2 separate regions of the Sus scrofa genome follow, and region 2 is linked to region 1. A link is a contact called in public Hi-C data. All regions are on one chromosome and are shown on one strand. Each heading gives the region's core, a stretch centred on a gene start, on an enhancer-like site or on the middle of the called end of the contact. The rest is flanking DNA. Distances are from core to core; before and after follow the strand shown. Region 1 holds the start of MSRB1 (methionine sulfoxide reductase B1). Region 2 holds the start of HAGH (hydroxyacylglutathione hydrolase, mitochondrial).

What was found. A called contact is a pair of places that touch in the nucleus more often than the background predicts.
Region 2: a Hi-C map of liver shows a contact between it and region 1, with 2.9 times the contacts expected there. The contact joins the promoter of HAGH here to the promoter of MSRB1 in region 1. A contact is called at or near these places in 3 of 5 promoter capture datasets (fetal liver, fetal skeletal muscle and liver), 6 of 47 Hi-C or Micro-C datasets (epiblast stem cells, liver, skeletal muscle and 1 more) and 1 of 2 datasets of contacts at active chromatin or transcription factors (alveolar macrophages).

The regions. Positions count from the first base shown.
Region 1 is chr3:40,015,798-40,022,098 of Sscrofa11.1, forward strand. It overlaps MSRB1 (methionine sulfoxide reductase B1), which reads left to right and starts at 1,364. Exons shown (of 4, transcript NM_001097460.1): 1 at 1,364-1,480; 2 at 3,808-3,956; 3 at 4,274-4,388; 4 at 5,124-5,939. The coding sequence starts at 1,426. The coding sequence ends at 5,155. RPL3L (60S ribosomal protein L3-like) reads left to right here. Exons shown (of 9, transcript XM_021086793.1): 8 at 393-512; 9 at 766-905. The coding sequence ends at 822.
Region 2 is chr3:40,134,623-40,141,293 of Sscrofa11.1, forward strand. HAGH (hydroxyacylglutathione hydrolase, mitochondrial) reads left to right here and starts at 4,477. Exons shown (of 9, transcript XM_021086827.1): 1 at 4,477-6,671. The coding sequence starts at 6,567.

The DNA of each region.
Region 1 (6,301 bases), core at 114-2,613:
CCAAGGCCAGGGGAGTCCTCCTAGGGACCCCAGCAGCCCCCTAACTCAGCAGCCCCTTTCCCGGACCCACCTTCCCCGCAGGGTGGCTTCCCCCGCTACGGGGAAGTCAACAACGACTTCGTCATGCTGAAGGGTTGCATTGCAGGCACCAAGAAGCGGGTCATCACACTGAGGAAGGTCAGGTGGGGCAGTGGGCCGGAGAGTGGGAGGCCTGTGGGCTGTCGGGGGGCTGGGGGGCTGGCCTGCGCTGGAGAGCCAGCGATGGGTCATGGGGAGAGCAAAGAGGGACGGACCCAGCTAGGTGAGCCAGGCACTCCTGGATGACCTGGGGTGACGGGAGGGGCTTGGCGGGGACCTCCTGCCTTGACGCTCCCCTCCCCCACGGGCCCCAGTCCCTCCTGGTGCACCACAGCCGCCGGGCCCTGGAGAACGTTGAGCTGAAGTTCATCGACACCACCTCCAAGTTCGGCCACGGCCGCTTCCAGACAGCCCAAGAGAAGAGGATCTTCATGGTGAGCCCATCCGCCTTGCTCTCTGGGGCTCAGACACCACATCCCTCCTGCCCCAGCGTGGGGCGGGCGTGGCACGCGTGCCTCCACACGCATCCGCAGGAGGGGCTCTAGGGGTCCAGCCCTGGGCACTGATTCTTGCCGGAAACGAAGGAGGGGAGGGACCAGTAGGAGGGGCAGCAGGGCCGACTCTTAGTATCCCAGGCGGCTAGTTAGACCCCTGTGACTAACGCTCCTCCTGTCGCTCGCCCTCCAGGGTCCGCAGAAGAAGCATCTTGAGAAGGAAACGCCGGAGACCTCAGGAGACTTGTAGGCAGGATGGGATGGAGGGAGCCTGAAAAACGCGATGCAACCCCTTCCTGAGCCCCCTAATAAAAGCCAGAGGCAACTCCTCCAGTGGTGTTTCAGATGTGGGGGCAAGGGAAACCTGGTCAACGGCCGGTAGCCTGGTGCTTCACGCCAGGAAAGGATGAGACCCGCCGCGGTTCAGGGTGCACCGAGGTCGCCATCCTAAACCCAGCGCAGCTCAGCGGCGCCCCCTGGTGCTCGGGGACGCGGCGGCAGGGGCGGGGCCTCGGGATGCTACAAGGGAGTGGTCCTCAGTGGTGGGCGTGGCCTGAGGGGAAGAGGGAGCCCGTCCTCGGAAGGGGGCGGGGCCTGCTGGAGGCAGGAACCAGAACCTTCTTCCGGCGGGGGATTGGTCTGTGAAAAAGGGGCGGGTCAACGGGAGGCGAACCCTGAGAGGGTGTCTCACTCCTCTGGATGTGATTGGTTCCCCTGGGGGCGGGGCCTCGAGGTGCCCGGCCCATCCTGCGTCCCGGCGCGATTGGTTCTCGGGAGGTGGGGCGGGAGGCAGGCTCAAGACCCTGCGGTGGAGCTGTGTCCTCGGTTCCGCCGGAGCTTCCCCGTCGGCGCCATGTCGTTCTGCAGCTTCTTCGGGGGCGAGGTTTTCCAGAACCACTTTGAGCCAGGTAGGATCTGTGGCTTCGTGGGAGGACAGAGGAGCAGTGACGCGTATTGGAGGGGGCGTCCCTGCCCTCGGGGTGGCGATGGAGCCCCTGAGCTCCGGGAATGGGGGGCGAGTGTGAGGAATTTGGGGATCCGGGAGAGTAATGGTACCTGAGGGAAGCGGCACATTAGGGGGGGGGTCTCTGTCCTCAAAGAGGGCAGGCCTTGAGTGTGAGCGTGGCCATTTCCGAGGAAATCTGCGGGGTCAAGGAACATGGAGGCGGTGACACCGTTGTCGGTATCCGTGCCTGGGATCGCGGCTTTAGAGCGAGCCGGTGGAAGGTCTTGTCCAGGGGCAGCTCCTGTGACTGGGCTTCCTTTCCTTGGGGCATTTCCCTGATACTACACCCCCCTTTTTCCTTGGCGGTTCCCCAGACCTGCGGGGTAAACTGGAAAGTACAGAAGGGCGTGTTGGGATCCAAATGTGACGGCCTGGGCGCCTCCCCCACCTGTCCAGGGCCCCCAGGGTTGGGTAACCTGGAGTGCTGCCAGGCTGCCAATGGCCTGTGAAGTTTGACTGGACAGCCTGGGCCGGGTGGGAGGGGTGGGAGGTCGGGGGCTGAGTGGTTGGTTTGGGGCATGGCCCCCCTCAGCCCTGGCCCCAGGCCCCAGGCTCCGTTGCCTGGTAATGGACTAATTTGGTAAGAACATTCTTGCAGGCAAGGCCAGGGCAGCAACTTACTCCTGGGGCGGGATTTACTCAGGGTCAGCCCCTTAGGGGGATGGGTTGTGACACCCCCGCATCTATGTGAGCCAGCTGTGATACAGGGCCCTCTGCCCAAAGTCCTCCCCTTAGACCCTCTGGTTGACCTCAGGCTACTCTGCCAGGCTGGAAACTCCACTCCCACAACAGCTCCCCGTTCCTCTTCCCTTCCTCACCAGTTGCTGGTAAAGGTTGGGTAGGTCTCAGACTCCAGGGCTGTCTCCAGGTGGAGGGAGGGGGAGAGGGGGCCTGAAGGGTGACTCAGTACCCTGGAGAGCCCCCAAGCAACTTCCTGTTCTGCAGATCAGTTTTGCAACCTTTTTTTTTTTTTCTTCCCCCTTCAAAGTGATTTTTTTTTTTTTTGTCTTTTCTAGGGCCACTCCCTCTGCATATGGGGGTTCCCTATCCGAGCCGAGTCTGTGAGCTACACCACAGCTCACGGCAATACCGCATCCTTAACCCACTGAGCGAGGCCGGGGATCGAACCTGCAACCTCGTGGTTCCTAGTCCGATTCATTAACCACTGCGCCACAACAGGACCTCCTCAAAGCGATCTTTTGAGGATAGGTTAAAACCCTGGCCCTCTGTCTTACTGGGCCTCCTCCCCAGTCAGGAGGTGATTGGAGGTGTTTTTTTGTTTTTTTGTAGGGCCGCACCTGCAGCATTTGGAAGTTAATGCCACAGCTACAGCCACACCAGGTCTGAGCTGCACTTGCGACCTGCACCACAGCTCATGGCCACACCAGATCCTAAACCCACTGAGCAAGGCCAGGGATGGAACTCACTTCCTCATGGATACTAGCTGGGTTCTTAACCCGCTGAGTCACAAGGGGAACTGTGGAAGTTTTTTGTTGTTATTTTTTGGTTGCCCCGTGGCATATGGAGTTTCTGGTCCGGGATCCGATCCGAGCCACAGCTGCAGCAATGTCGGATCCTCCAACCCACTCTGCTGGACCGGGGATTGAGCCTGTGTCTTGGCGTTGTAGAGCCACTGCCAATCCCTATACGCCACAGCGGGAACCCTGGAGGTCTTTTTGCTGGGATCACTCTTTTCCTGCTTGAAGAGCAGGCCAGTGGCTAGGCATCCGGCTCAAGACCTCTTTGGGCAGCAGAGATGGCCACGTGGGAAGGGAGGGGAGCTAGTGGTGGTGCTGCCACACCAGCGCCCCCCACCGTGGGGGTGCCTGCTTGGGGAGGGGGGCCGTGCTGTGTCCTCATCCGACTGCCTGGGTTCCTTCCTGCACACCCTGCAGCTGAGTCTTGTATCACTGAGCCTCAGTTTACTCATCCACAAAATGGAAACAGCTGTATCACAGGCTCAAGGTGCATCAATGAGACAAGGGTGAGGAGGGGCCCTCCTGGTCTCTGGCACAGGCTAAGAACCACTAAATGCGGGCTCTATGCTGTCTCTTACACACAGCCAGTACCCAGGCCTGAGGCTGGTGGGTGTGTGTGTGTGGGGGGGAGGATGTGCAGCTCACCCTGGAAGCAGGGTGGTGCTGTCCTGTCCTGGGTTCAAGGATTTGGGAGCTCAGCCCTTAAGGGCAGGAGCCGGCATCTCAGCTTTTGCCTCTCCTTCCGCCCCAGGTGTCTACGTGTGTGCCAAGTGTGGCTATGAGCTCTTCTCCAGCCACTCAAAGTACGCGCACTCGTCCCCATGGCCGGCCTTCACCGAGACCATCCACGCTGACAGTGTGGCCAAGCGTCCAGAGCACAATCGGCCTGGAGCCTTAAAGGTGGGTGGGAGCAGCAGAGGGCCCGTGGGGTGGCCACCCTCTCCTGCTGCTCCCCAACAGCTGTCTGTCTGTTCCGGGCCTCTGGCCTCAGCAGGGCAGCTGCCACCCCAAACTATTGGGAGAGTCTGGGGCCTGGTAGGGACAGGACACAGGACAGGGATTGGGGTGGGCTCTGGGATGGAGTCCGCCTCCCATGCCAGTCGTTACCTTGGGAGATGGATGTGGGGCGGACACCATCTGTTGGTGGCAGCGGGGAGGCCACTGCTGCGGGTCTTTTGTGGCCAGAAGCTCACACGGCTGGCTCGCGGTCTTCCCAGGTGTCCTGTGGCAGATGTGGCAACGGACTGGGCCATGAGTTCCTGAACGATGGCCCCAAGCGGGGACAGTCCCGCTTCTGAATATTCAGCAGTTCCCTGAAGTTCATCCCTAAAGGTGAGCTTACCCTCTGGACGCTGAGCACAGGCCTGGTGTACATTTTATTGATTTGTTTTTTTAGGGCTGCACCCGTGGCATTTGGAAGTTCCCAGGCTAGGGCTCGAATCAGAGCTACAGCTGGCGGCTTACGCCACAGCCACGGCCATGTCAGATCTGAGCCACGTCTTCAACCTACACCACAGCTCACGGCAACGCCAGATCCTTAACCCCCTGATCGAGGCCAGGGATCGAACCTGTAACCTCATGGGTCCTAGTCGGATTTGTTTCCACTGCGCCACGACGGGAACTCCCATTGGCGGTATCCTTATCGCGAGTTTGTTGGGAGCTGTGTGTCATTCGTGTGTGTTTTAGCTCAGCGCAGCCTCCTCTGGACCTTGGCTCTCAGCCTGTGTCCCCAGCCGCCCCCTGGACGCCTCTCCTGTCTTGAGAGCACAAATCCCTTTCCTCCTTGGCCGCCCACAGGACTGCGGCGAGGCCCCCCCCCCTCGGGCTCACCCTCTGTGAAATGGGGCTGCTCACAGCCCCTGCTCGCCGCCCTCGCTGGGGGGTGAGGCAGGGCGGTACGCGGCAAGGGTTTGGGAACACGGCGCGAGCGGGGGAAGAGCAGACTCTGGGGGCCCCGCAGCTCTCCGGGAAGAAAACAAGCAGAGACCCTCCCAGGTGGGGCCCCGCCGGGGCAGCATCTGGAACCTGAGTTAGCAGTGACTGGTCTCTCTCCCTCGTGTCTTTCAGGCCAAGAATCATCTCCCTCCCAGGGACAGTAGGCGGGCAGCCCACGCCCTTCCCACGTGAACACTGCTTGGTGGCCATGCTCTGGCCGGCCCATCATAGAAGTGGAACCCCAGCCATTCAGACTGAAATGTCAGGCAGGCTTCCGAGGCCTTGGCTCTGAACAGGCTCCTTGGGAGAAGGAGAAGGCCCATCCTCGGCTGCCAGGGCGGGCCCCGTGGGCCTGGCTGTCGGCTGGCACCAGGGTCTCAGGGAGTGGGAGCCAGGCCTGGCTCGTCACCCCCACCTTCTCAGCCCATGGCCCCTCCATGCCTTGTCTGGACTTCACCCCGGCGGGGCCCAGTTCTCAGATGGGCCCTGGCCTCAGCAAAGCTCTCACCCACCCCCCGCAGGCTGTGCTGGGACAGAAGGTGAGCAGAGGCGGCCCAGCCGGCTGCTCCAGGGTCACTGTATGATACACTCTGGCTAAACCCTTGCAGGCGGCCAGAGGGGTGATGGTCTGTGACTCCCGAGGGGAGCAGGCGGAGGGGGCGGGTCTCTGGGCTCTGAGTTACGAAAGAGAAATCCCGGACCTTCTGGCACAGTCTGTATGGGTGCTGCTCTCCCAGCTCAGGCTTAGGAAAGCAGCTCTTGCTCCACCAGCCTGATCGGGCGCGGCCAGGGCCCGGAGCTCCCAGCCTCAGCTCGCGCCTTCTGAGGAGAAGGTGCCCGTGCCTTACTGCGCATGCTCTGAGGCTCGTGCTGGCGGGGAGGGTGGGTGAAGCCCCTCCTGCCTGAATGCCCTGTAATCGGGAGGCGATCAATACACAAATGGAACCCAGGCTCGCCGTCTTTGGGAACGACACCAAGGATGCCAGGATCCAGGGTCAGGCGTCGCACAGCCGGTTCACTTGTGCCACGAATGTTTCTTGCGCATTGGATCCATGTCAGTTTCTGGCTTGCCTGCCCGCCAGGTCTGGAGGCACGGTGGCGACCGTGTCCGCCTGGTGGCGATGCGCAGGTGGGCCAAGTGGAGCCCGCAGCGGGGAGGCAGAGGTGGTCAGTGTGGCCGGCGTGGCTGGGGAGGGAGGAGGCGGAGGCCTGTTCAGTCTGCTTGCTCCTTGGTGATGGGGCCCTTCCCAGCCACAGGCCAGCGTCTCTGCTCTGGCCCTTGGTGAGCCTCCACCTAACGCTGCGACCTT
Region 2 (6,671 bases), core at 3,227-5,726, 120 kb after region 1:
AAGCTGCTTTTCCTCGTCCTGGTGACTTTTGATTTACATATTTTATGACTATATGATTTTTTCCTAACCTTCTAGTAGGGGCTCATGTCGATACACTTCTCTTTTCCAAATTCTGCTTTTGCTTAGGTGTTTCCCCCCCCCCTCAAAACTCTGTCTATGGCAGAAACAAAATATGTTTTTATCCACCTATTACTTATCTTGAGGGATCCTGGAGTTGTTTCCCCCCCCCTTTTTAAATTTTTTTTTTTATTTTAAGACTGCACCTAAGGCATATGGAGGTTCCTAGGCTAGGGCTTGAATGGGAGCTGCAGCTGTCAGCCTGGCCACACCAACACTGTGCTCCAAGCCGCATCTGCCTCCTATCCTGCAGCTCGTGGCAACTCAGGATCCTTAAGCCACTGAGCAAGGCTAGGGATTGAACCCACACCCTCATGCTGGGTTCTTAACCCACTGTGCCACTACGGGAACTCCTGTTTTTGCTTTCGAATATTTTTAGTTTTACATTTTTAGTGTAGAAAAATTAGAAAATGCTAACCAAAAAAAGAGGAAAATCCATAATCTCCCATTTCAGTTTTTTAAAATGCGGTAGGGTATACACGCATACACACACATACATATATATATACACACACACACATAGTAAGAATAGATGTATTAACATGTGTTTTTGGTTTTTTATTGTGGTAACATATACATCACATAAAATTCACCATTTTGACTGTTTTTAAATGTACAACTGAGTGGCATTAAATATATTCACCATTTTGTGGAAACATCACCATCCACTTCCAGTCTTTCATCTTCACAAATGCGAGTTCCATGCCCATTCAGACACTCACTCCCATCTCCCCTCCTAGTTCTTGGTGACCCCTAAGCCACTTTGTCTCTATGAGTTTGACTATTCTGGGTGCCTGACATATGTGGAAGCATACAGTGTTTGTCCTTTTGTGTCTAGCTTATTTTTCTGGGCATGTTTTCAGGGTTTATCCATGTTACAATGTGTCAGAATTTCATTCCTTTTAATGGCTGGGTAGTATGCCTGAATGAAATGAAGGTACCAACTTTCGTTTATCCACTCATATCTTGGTGGACAGTTGGGCTGTTCCACCTTTAGGCTGCTGTGACGAGTCAATCACAGCCGCCATGAGCCTCTCTGTACAAGCATCCCACATTTTTGTTTGTCTTTCCTGAATTTGTATCTTCTCTCTATCCATCTTTCTATGTTAAGAGCATATAGTTTACACATTAAAACTAAACAATTAAAAATACATATAATTTAGAAATACAGGACACACTACAATCTGCCTTTACACTTAATTTATAATAAACTTTTCACATCATTAAAATAGTCTACATAATTTTAATGGCTGCATATCATTTCATCATATAAGTGAATGTAATCAGTCTAGTAATATTTGACATTTAAAATGTTTCCCCATTTTTTGCTATTACAAATGATAGCTTTAGCCAAATTCTTTATTTTTATTTTACTTTATGGCTGCACCCATGGCATATGGAAATTCCTGGGCCAGGGGCTGAATCTGAGCTACAGCTGCAAACTGTGCCACAGCTGCAGCAATGCCAGATCCTTAACCCACTGTGCCAGGCCAGGGATTGAAACTGCACCTCCACAGTGACTGGAGCTGCTGCAGTCACATTCTTAACCCGCTGCACCATGGCAGGAACTCCTGGCCACATTCTTTTTTTTTGTTTGTTTGTTTTTTGTTGTTGTTGTTGTTGTTGCTCTTTCTTGGGCCGCTCCCGCGGCATATGGAGGTTCCCAGGCTAGGGGTTGAATCGGAGCTGCAGCCACCGGCCTACGCCAGAGCCACAGCAACGCAGAATCCAAGCGGCGTCTGCAACCTACACCACAGCTCACGGCAACGCCGGATCGTTAACCCACTGAGCAAGGGCAGGGACCGAACCCGCAACCTCATGGTTTCTAGTCGGATTAGTTAACCACTGCGCCACGACGGGAACTCCCTGGCCACATTCTTAATCATTTCTTTGGGATAAGTTTCTAGATATTTAATTGCTGCAATAATGTCACATTATTGAATTTTTTTAATGTGACAGAATTTGTAATAACCACTTTATTTATAGCATCTGATTTATATCAGCACTGCTATTTTGCCCCTTTTATAGATGGGACATGAAGGCCAAGCTAGAGGAGGCAGATCTGGCTGAGTGGACAGGCTCTGTGCTGCAGTCTCAAACCCCATCTGCTCTTCCCAGGATGGGCTCCAGCTCTGAGCTGCCCCACATCTGTGGTTCCCCCTTGGTAAACAGGCACAATCACCCCAACTCCTTTTGGCACTGTGAGCACGAAATAAGGTAGTATTTGCAAAGTGCTTGGAGTCATGCGCTTAGTACAGGATCGTGAGTATCAGTGATTGTCGGTGTCGAGCTAGAGCAGTTTCATTGGCACTCGTGTTTGGCAGTGTATTTGTTTATGAATTCTATTCTGCTTTTATAGTTTGAATTTTTTTCTAGTATTATTTTACTTAAATTACTTTACTCCCTCCCTTTAAAATGTATGAAGGTTTTAGCAAATGAGTTAATTGTATTGAAAGAAAATACAAAGCTCTCCTGAAACCACTGTGGCTCAGCAGGGTAAGAACCTGACATAGTGTCTGTGAGGATGTGAGTTTGAACCCTGGCCTTGCTCAGTGGGTTAAGGATCTGGCTTTGCCACAAGCTGCGGCATAGGTCACAGATGTGCCACTGATCTGGTGTTTCTGTGGCTCTGGCATAGGTCGGCAGCTGCAGCTCCAATTCGGCCCCTATCCTGGGAACTTACATATGCTGCAGATGTGGCCCTAAAAAAGAAAGAAGGAGGAGTTCCTGTCGTGGCGCTCGGAAATGAATCTGACTAGGAACCATGAGGTTGCAGGTTCAATCCCTGGCCTCACTCAGTGGGTTAAGGATCTGGCGTTGCCGTGAGCTGTGGTGTAGGTCGCAGACGCGGCTCAGATCTGGTGTTGCTGTGGCTCTGGTGTAGGCCGATAGCTACAGCTCCGATTAGACCCCTAGCTGGGAACCTCCATATGCTGCAGGTGGGCCCTAAAAAGACAAAAAGACAAAAAAATTTAAAAAAATTTTTTAAAAGAAAGAAAGAAAAAAAACCCAAAAAGCAAAAAACAGCTTCCCTGAAACTGGATACCATACCAACATTTACACCAAAAATGTGCCCAGTAGCCTTATTAAAAAGAAATTGTGTATGAACACATGAAAAGATGTCAGCTTCACTACTAATCAAAGAAACTCAAGTTCAAAAGGTGCTAGGTGCAGTACCCAGTGCTGGCCAGGGTTTGGAGCACAGAGGTATGCTTAAACACTCTTGTCAAACAGAGGCTAGGATATCCTTTCCCTGGCAATTTGGGAAAAAGTATCAAAATGTAAAGTGCAAACTATTTAATTTATTTCGCTTCTAAGGGGTCCAGGAGGAAATAAACAAGAGCCAAGTGCTGTATAAGCAGGATGTTCCTCGCAACACTGTTTCTAGTAGCAAAGCATTTGAAACTTTGCAACTACAGGCCGGTGTTGGGGGAATGTTGCCAGAATGTGGGGCTCAGTTCCCCTTACTCGCCAGGAGCACCTATTCTGCAGCATCTCTGAGGGCTGGAGAGTTCCCCAAGGAAGTTAGAGGAGGGATGGGGGAGCAGACTCTGGCAGTGACATCCCCTTGGTCACCTCCAGTTCCGAGACTCTGTTCTTCCTCTGCTCTTCCTGTCTCCTGAGAGGTCCTAAAAGTCACCAGAACAAGTATCCCCACTTTAGGCTCTGCTTCTAAGACTCAGTCATTAAAAGGGATCCTTGGAGTTCCTGCGGTGGCTTGGTGGTAGCAGACCTGACTAGTATCCACGAGGATGTGTGTTCATTCCCTGGCCTTGCTCAGTGGTTTAAGGATCCGACCTTGACATGAGCTGTGGTGTAGGTTGCAGATGCATCTTGGATCCCTAGCTGCTGTGGCTGTGGTGCAGACTGGCAGCTGCAGCTCCAGTTGGGCCCCCAGCCTGGGAACCTCCATATGCCAGAGGTAGAGCCCTAAAAAGCAAAAGCAAAAAAAAGTGATCATGAAAATATTCACTGAACTGAGAAGATATTCACAGGATATGAAGTGGATGGAGAATACTCATTTTTATATAAGCCTAATGAACCTTTTTTTTTAAGTCCAGAAGAACAGATATCAATTATATACTCTATATGAACTAATATATTATGGATCTTTAAAGATGTGGTAAGAGTATTGTGGCTATAATAGGAGAGGCCCTTATTTTTGGGAGATTCACGCTGAAAGGTAGAGTGACTCACTGCAACTCTCATTTTCAGTTTTCCAAAACGTGTGTGTGTGTACGTACACACAAGGCAGCAGGGTGGGGGAGGGAAAGTGAGCCAAGTGCATGCCAACAGCTGTTGAATCTAGAGCAGGGAATGTGGAGTGTGCTGTTAGTCTTTCAATTTTATAATAGGTTTAAATTTATTCCAAAGTAGAAGTTGGGGGAAATGTACTTTCTGGGTAATAAGATTACTGCAATTTCGGTAACATCAGGAATTGTGAGTTGTCTCTGAGTTTTTGATTCTTGTAGTCAAGTAACTTGTGTGCTGTATCTGTAATGCCGATGCTGTCTGCGACAAAGCTTGTGCCACCACTGGGTCAACACTAACCTCTGGGGGCACTGTACATTCTCTGGGTACTGGCTTGTCCACCCAAGGGGGCCACATGCGACTCCTGTTCCTGGTGTGTACACTTAGTTTGCTTTCAGATCTGTCAGCCTGGTAGACTTGGCTCAGCTGGACCTTGGTTCTGCTAGTTTTACTAATAAACTCTCCGTATGAGCACACCCTTGATTCAGCTCTTCCATTTACGGGGACCTGGCCCAAAAGAATTACTGCTGGCAAACAACTACAACGATCTCAAAGGCCGAAAATGGAGGACTGACTGCAGAGTCTTGGGCAATCACTGAAAACAGTGTGGCAGGAATCTGCCGAAATACATGGAGACAGTCACGATACACAGTGAGAAAAGGCTAGGAAAGTGTGTGGTATGAATAACTTCTATTTAAAAGATCACAATTACATGCATAGATTTGGAAGAATGTACACCAAATGCTTAGCTTTGTCTCTGGGTGTATGAAATTTGGGGTGTTCTTTTTTTTGGCTTATGCATATTTTCTGACTTCTATCATAAACAGGTATTGCTTAAGCATTTTTAAAAAGAAGTGTTATTACAAGATAAAAGGAGTTATAATAGCATGACATTTTATAAACAAATCCAATTATAACACTTCTTCATAATAAACTACGTATGTGGGGGTTTCATAATAACTAAATGTTTGAAGTTTTAAAATACATATACTTAAAAGATGCAGCCTGCACTGTGGCCAAGACTTCAGGTTTTGGTCTTGGGCTAGCTGGGTGACATCTTGGCTTTGCTACTCAGCTTGAGTGACTGTAGAGCCAGGCTAGCTATGTCTCCATCTGTGTAACAGGAATGGGAATGATAACACCAACCTAAGAGCTTTGATGAGGATTAAATAACACACAGAAAGCTCCTGGCACAGTGCCTCATAGTACTAAGTGCTCAGTGAATGTTAGGAGCCAGCAGGTGGCTTCCGCTCACTCCGATAGCTGTGCTGTGCATCTCACCCAGCTTTTCGTCAGAGAAGAGAGCAAGTGAGAGCCAGAGCACTCCCAGGCCACCCAAATTCCCTGAAGCCTCCTTATCATTGGGTGGGAGGTACACCTGCTGATGATTAACTCTGTTAATAGAGCACAGTGCTCATGAGGTGCCAGGTCAAAGACCAAGGTCTGAGGCCCCTTGGCGAGGAACTGTCCCTTCTAACCACTACTGGGGGGAAAACAATACTTTTAGGCCACATAAAAGACAGCATATTTATTTGAGAAACAATAGTTTCAAAGTTTTCTCTCCAAATCAGAATCTATGGGCCAGAATAAGTAAAGGAGTGAGGTCATCATTAATTACTCCCTAAGTAACACTTTTAATTGTGTGGAGCAGTGGTTTTCCATGATAAGAATCACTTGGAGTGCTGGATATCAATTCCATTAATTCATACATTGGGCCTGGGATGGGCCAGTAACTTGGAAATTTTTATTTTTACAAATATCTCCGGATAATTTTCATGATTAAGCAAATTTGGGAAGCACCGATGAATCGTGCTAATCCACTTCCTTTGCAGATTTTAGTCTCCAAAACCCAGTCCCAGAGTGATCCACTGAACCAATCCAGATTTAGCAAAGGAAAAGTCTTCTGAACATTTGGCCCGTTGTTTCCGAGAAGGCACTATTTCTCATTTCCATTTCTGGCCCAGCTCTTCTAGATCAGGTTTTTTTGGACAGTCCATCTTCCTCGAGTTGAAACACTGTAGTCCAATCATTTTTTTTAATTGGCTTCTTATTAAAGGATTGTCACGTTTAATTAAACTTTGCTTGCTTTTGTCTTATTCCCTTGGATCATGTGTTAAGAAGTTAGGGTGCTTTGTACAGACTCAATATTCTGGCCTTTCCACCTTAAATCTCATACTGACGACCCCGTGTATGCCAGCATGGATCTCATCGTTTTCTTTAACTGGACCCACTCCCTTTGGCGTCCCGGTCAAGATAATATCTCCTTTTTCCAAGGTCATTATCTTCGAAACGTAGCTGATGAT